2 separate regions of the Pan troglodytes genome follow, and region 1 is linked to region 2. A link is a contact called in public HiChIP or PLAC-seq data. All regions are on one chromosome and are shown on one strand. Each heading gives the region's core, a stretch centred on a gene start, on an enhancer-like site or on the middle of the called end of the contact. The rest is flanking DNA. Distances are from core to core; before and after follow the strand shown.

Region 1 (2,700 bases), core at 2-2,501, 200 kb before region 2:
GGAGTTCCTCACCTGAAATTTCAGAATACTTACTGGGAGATAGCTACAGTCAAAACCAAATTGCCAAAAATGAGCATACATTATGTTCCAGGAGATGAGCTAAAAACACTTTTCAGAAATTACCTTCATGATTATCACAACCAAGTGAGGCAAAGATAAATACATACCGATAAATAAATGGCTCAGAAATGTAAAGAGCTTGCCAATTTACTTGACTAACTTGTACTTTGTGACTGCTGATTAAGTATAAAGCCGTAACAGGACAGAGTACTGTGAACTATCTTCCTACCATCCCTCCCCACCTGGGCATAAAAGGTAATGGAACTGTTCCGCTTTCACTTTTTTTTGTTGTTGTTGGGGGACGGAGTCTCGCTCTGTCGCCCAGGCTGTAGTGCAGTGGTGTGCTCTCTGCTCACTGCAAGCTCCGCCTCCCGGCTTCACGCCATTCTCCTGCCTCAGCCTCCCGAGTAGCTAGGAATACAGGGGCCCCCCAACACAGCCGGTTAATTTTTTTTGTATTTTCAGTGGAGACGGAGTTTCACTGTGTTAGCCAGGATGGTCTCGATCTCCTGACTTCGTGATCCGCCCACCTCGGCCTCCCAAAGTCCTGGGATTATAGGCATGAGCCACCGCGCCCGGCCGCTTTCACTTTTATATGGTGTGGCTGCTCCTTCCCGACGAATGCTGAGGGCACAGAGCAAACTCCGTTGGTCTGATAATGAATCACCCCATGGGCTTATTAGGAATCCTCTCGCTCAGTAACCCGGGAAGAACTGCGGCTGAGCTGCAAACCAAGACCCAGAGCTCTGAATGTATTCTCCCCTTGTCTATCTCCCCGCATCCCCTAAATCGCGTGTGTATGCAGAAGAGGAGGTGGATTGTAGGGAGAGAATTGTTCTGAACACGCCAGGCTCCAGCCCACCGAAGACGCTGGTTTGGGGGAGGCCTGGGAGAGGGTGGGGACCCTCCATTCCGCTGAAAGTCACAGTCACACGGGCTTTGAAATGATGGGTGCTTCCTCTCTCAACCCTTCCTGTTCCCACAGGGACCGTGCCGCTCCACTCTAAGAGGACCAGGATGGTCCTCGCCTAGCTATCCCGCCCCCGAAGCCGCTTGGGCAGGAGTCAGAGCCTGCTCCATCTCTTTCAGGCCTTCCCGCCGGTCTCCTGCGTCCAAACCTGCTGCAGCAGCCGCGCGGAGCACTCAGACACCAGTACGTCCATCCTCCCATCAGCGTCTCACTCGCCAAGTGGACGGAAGCGGAAACGGTCAGCCTCTCCCGGAAGCGGAAACCCCCTCCGGTCCGCTGTCCCGTCGGACTGGGTGCTGGCGCCTCTGCTGCCTCCTGGCGGAATCCAGTAGACACTGCGAGGAGAACCCGCGGGGATTTCGGCCAGGAGCGAGGCCGCAACTCAGGGACGTTTGGGCGAGGAGAGAGGAATTGAGCAGAGACTAACCAGAGCTGCTCTGTGCTTGGATAGACTAGGACAGTCACTGACCTAGAGCTTCTGGCTCTCAAAGGCCATTTTGTGAAATGGGCACAAAACTAACAAATCCATTCATTTATTCAACAAACATTTATTGTGTACTTTAAAATGCCAGACAGTATTCTAGGCTCTGGGGGCACAGAGAAAACAAAACACACGATCTCCGCTCTCACGGCAGACACATTTTAGAATGGAGAGAGAAAATAGACCAAAAAAGGCAATAATCTCAGGTAGTTTTAATTGCTAGGAAGGCAATGTGATAGAGTGACTTGGGTGAGAGAAGACATCTCTAGGCAAGTGACATTTGAGTTAAAATCTTATTTATTTTTCCAGTTTTATTGAGGTATAATTGACAAAGAGTGTATATCATAACGATGTACAACGTAATGTTTTGATATATGTATACATTCTGAAATGATTACCACAATCAAAATAATTAACATAACCTTCATCTCATACAGTTATCATTTGCATGTGTGTGTGTGCGTGTGTGTGTGCTGTGAACATTTAAGATCTATTCTCATCCTGGGAAACAGCTAAGACCTCGTCTTTACAAAAAAATGGAAAAATAGCCGGGCATGGTGGCATGTGCCTGTAGTCCCTGGTATATAGGAGGCTGAGGTGGGAGGATCACTTGAGCCCAAGAATTTGAGGCTGCAGTGAGCCATGATCATGCCGCTGTACTCTGCCTGGATGACAGAGTGAGACCTTTTCTCTCTCTATTTAAAAACAAACAAAACGAAACGAAAACGAAAACTGCAAGTATACAATATACATTACATCTCTAGAATCTATTCATCCTGCCTAACTGAAACTTTGTAACTTTGAGCAACATCTCCCATCTTTCCTACCTCTGCAGCCCTGACAACCACCATTCTATGCTCTGCTTCTATGAATCTGAATTTTTTAGATTACACATATACATGGGCTAATGTAGTATTTGTCTTTCTGTGCCCGGCTTATTGCACCAACATAATGTTCTCCAGGTTCATCAATGTTGTCACCCATAACAGGGTTTTCTTTTATAAGGCTGAATAATATTTCATTGTATATATATTGAGTTAAAATTATAAACAGCAAACCTGGGATATATGTTCTAAGAGGGCAGGGACCTTAATTATCTTGTTCACTCTTCTCTATGACTCCAGAACTTAGAAAGTAGCACTCTAAACGTTTTCGCTTCTGTGCCTCATAAAAGTATTTTAAAAATTCA
Region 2 (2,700 bases), core at 109-2,608:
GGAGAAAGAGGCGAGGGGCAAGGCTTTCCGGGAGGCCTCTCACCTCCATCTCCATCCTAACAGCTTCCAAGTTGCTGCCAGATTCCTGGATAACCAGTCTCCCTCATCTGCCCTCCCCCGCTTCTTCACTTCCTCCCCACCCTCGGGTTCCAGGGCCCCCTGGCTGCCCCTGTGCTGTTCTCAGCAGCTTCCAAGGCACCTGTCAAAAAGCACACCTCGGGTTGCCTTCCCCTGCGCCGAGTGCCCTCTCTCCAGTGGTCTCCCACGGAATCCTGGGGTCTTGACCACCCCCTCTAACCGGACACTTCCCCATCCCCATCCGCCCACCCCCACGCTGGATGGAAGCCTTCCCGGGAAGACCCGGCTTCACCCGGCTAGGTCGCTCCCCCAACCCCCGCCCCCGCCCGACCTCTCTTCCTAAAGGGGGCGGGCGGGGCTAGAGCTTAAGGTCAAAACTCCGGGCAGGTGCCGGCTGGGGCCTAAGTCCTCCAACTGGGGATGGCGGTGAGGCAGCCTGGGCCAGCTCCCCGGCAGGCGCCTCCTGTCGGTAGCCCACTGAGGCGGGAGCAGCGCTCCAGAAGGTTGGGGGGAGCAGGGGGTGGCGAACTGAAGAGAGCTCAAGAGGCACGCAGAGCTCCCCTGCCCCCTCCCAGTCCCGGCCGGCGGCTCCAGGGGCAGGTGGGGGCCCAGGCGGGGGTGTGGGGGCACGGAGGAGGGTCCCAGGGTCCTACCTGTCCCGCGGGTCGATCCAGCTGGTGGTGCGGTTCGTGTGGTCTATGTAGTAGACCTTGCCGTCGAAGTCGCGCGCCTCCTCCCAGCCCTCCGGCAGGGGCAGCTCCGGCCGGGGCATCTTCCCGAGCGCTGCCGGCGCTCCCCCATGCAGCTCCCGGCCGCAGCGGGGGCTCAGCGGCTCCAGCCGGCCGCTCTTAGCCCGGGCGGCCGCCGAGGCACCATGATCCGGGGGGTGGCGCCCGCAGATGGGGGGCCCTAGTGGGGGCCGGCCGGGGTGGCGCCGCTGTCCATGCGGCCCTGCAGCCCCGACCCGGCGCCGCCCGCTCCTCCCGCCGCCGGCCTCTCACGCTGCCATGTGCGTCCGCAGCGGCGCGGTGCGAGCCCGGGTGCGCGCCCAGCCGGCCGGGCAGAGCGAGGCAAACGCCGCCGCCGCCGCCGTCTGCCCTCCTCCGCCGCGCGGCGCGCTGCGCCCTCCACGCCGCCGCTGCCGCTGCCGCCTCCCTCCTCCCTGCAGCCGGGTGCCGTCCCTCCTCGCCGCTCCACCGCTCTGAGCTCGCCGGGTTTGTGACTTCTGCCTCCGCCAGGTGCGGCTCGGGCGGTGCAGGTAACCGCGCTGCCCCGGAAACGGGAGGCGGAGCGCCGGGCGCCTGGGTTCCCGGGTCCCCTCCCCGCGCGCAGCGCCTCGAGGGCGGGACCTAGGTCCCGAGACGCGCCCCCTCGTGGGACAGTCCCAGCCGCCGGCCACCCCTACGCTGCCCCTGCCATGGGAAGGAGAGACCGCCCCTCACCTGCGTCCCAGACCTAGGGGGCTGGGCCAAAAACCGCTCTGCCTGTACTTAAAACGCTCCTGTCTCTCTCCACCCGGAGTAGCCAGGCTCTTGGCACAGGTGGCCCCAAATCTTAAAACTCCCTGCTTTTCTGTGGTGTAGAATCAGGAGTCAGGCAAGAAGTGGTTAAATGGAAACATTCTTGCGAATTGGGAAACATAAGTTTTCCAGGATCTCTGGTCCCTTCCCCCAACACAGGCACCATCTGTCTCCTTCTATTCAACTCTCCCTACGACGTTTCGCCCACCCTCCACCCTTCCCCACCATTTGGAAATGTAGCTGGCTCCCCTCAGGGCCCCTAAAATTAGGAGCGCTGTGGATCCGCTTTCCTGGGAGGACTTCCAGAGGGTGTCAGGGAAAACACTTTGTAAAAGTAATAGTAATGCCATTGTTATTGTTAGCTAAATTGAGGACTTACTTGTGACAGGCTGTGGCTAGCAGCTTCACAGGCTTTCTTTCCTGTGATACTTTGAGGTAGGTGTGTTATGGATTTGGGAGAAGTGGGGTTATGAAAAAGAAGAAAGTAAGCAAAACAAAATTCCATCTTGAAAAATGTTCAAGAGAATAAAACAATCAGAGACACAATGTTTCTTGAGAAATTAAAAATGTAGAATTAGCTGGGTGCGGTGGGTCACGCCTGTAATCCCAGCACTTTGGGAGGGTGAGGCAGACAGATTACCTGAGGTCAGGATTTCAGACCAGCCTGGCCAACATAGTGAACCCCATCTCTACTAAAAAATAATAATAATAAATTAGCTGGGCATGGTGGTGCACGCCCGTAGTCCCAGCTACTCGGGAGGCTGAGGCACGAGAATCACTTCAACCTGGGAGGTGGAGGTTGCAGTGAGCCAAGATCGCGCCACTGCACTCCAGCCTGGGCAACAAAGCGAGACTCTGTCTCAAATAAATAAATAAATAAATTTAAAATGTAGCATTAAATACAAAAAGCAAGCTAGCATGATTGAGTGAATGATCAACTGGCTGTTCACTTCCCCATCTCCTCTTACATCTGTGTACTGAGTGGGAATTTAACCCTTTTTTGCCCTCGGCATATGGCAGGAAGCTGGACTGGTCGAATGAAGCCCAGTTGGGTGTCTTCTCTTGCCTGAGCCCCACGGTCTTCCAGAAGAACCAGCACCCT

What was found. HiChIP or PLAC-seq counts read pairs in DNA pulled down with a chosen protein or histone mark.
Region 1: a contact with region 2 is called in an H3K4me3 HiChIP or PLAC-seq map of stem cell-derived excitatory neurons, with 2.4 times the contacts expected there. The contact joins the promoter of RARS1 here to the promoter of WWC1 in region 2. A contact is called at or near these places in 1 of 7 Hi-C or Micro-C datasets (stem cell-derived neural progenitor cells) and 1 of 1 datasets of contacts at active chromatin or transcription factors (stem cell-derived excitatory neurons).

The regions. Positions count from the first base shown.
Region 1 is chr4:166,160,461-166,163,160 of NHGRI_mPanTro3-v2.0_pri, reverse strand. RARS1 (arginyl-tRNA synthetase 1) reads right to left here and starts at 1,251. Exons shown (of 15, transcript NM_001246569.1): 1 at 1,179-1,251. The coding sequence starts at 1,223.
Region 2 is chr4:165,963,463-165,966,162 of NHGRI_mPanTro3-v2.0_pri, reverse strand. WWC1 (WW and C2 domain containing 1) reads right to left here and starts at 1,358. Exons shown (of 23, transcript XM_527107.8): 1 at 732-1,358. The coding sequence starts at 850.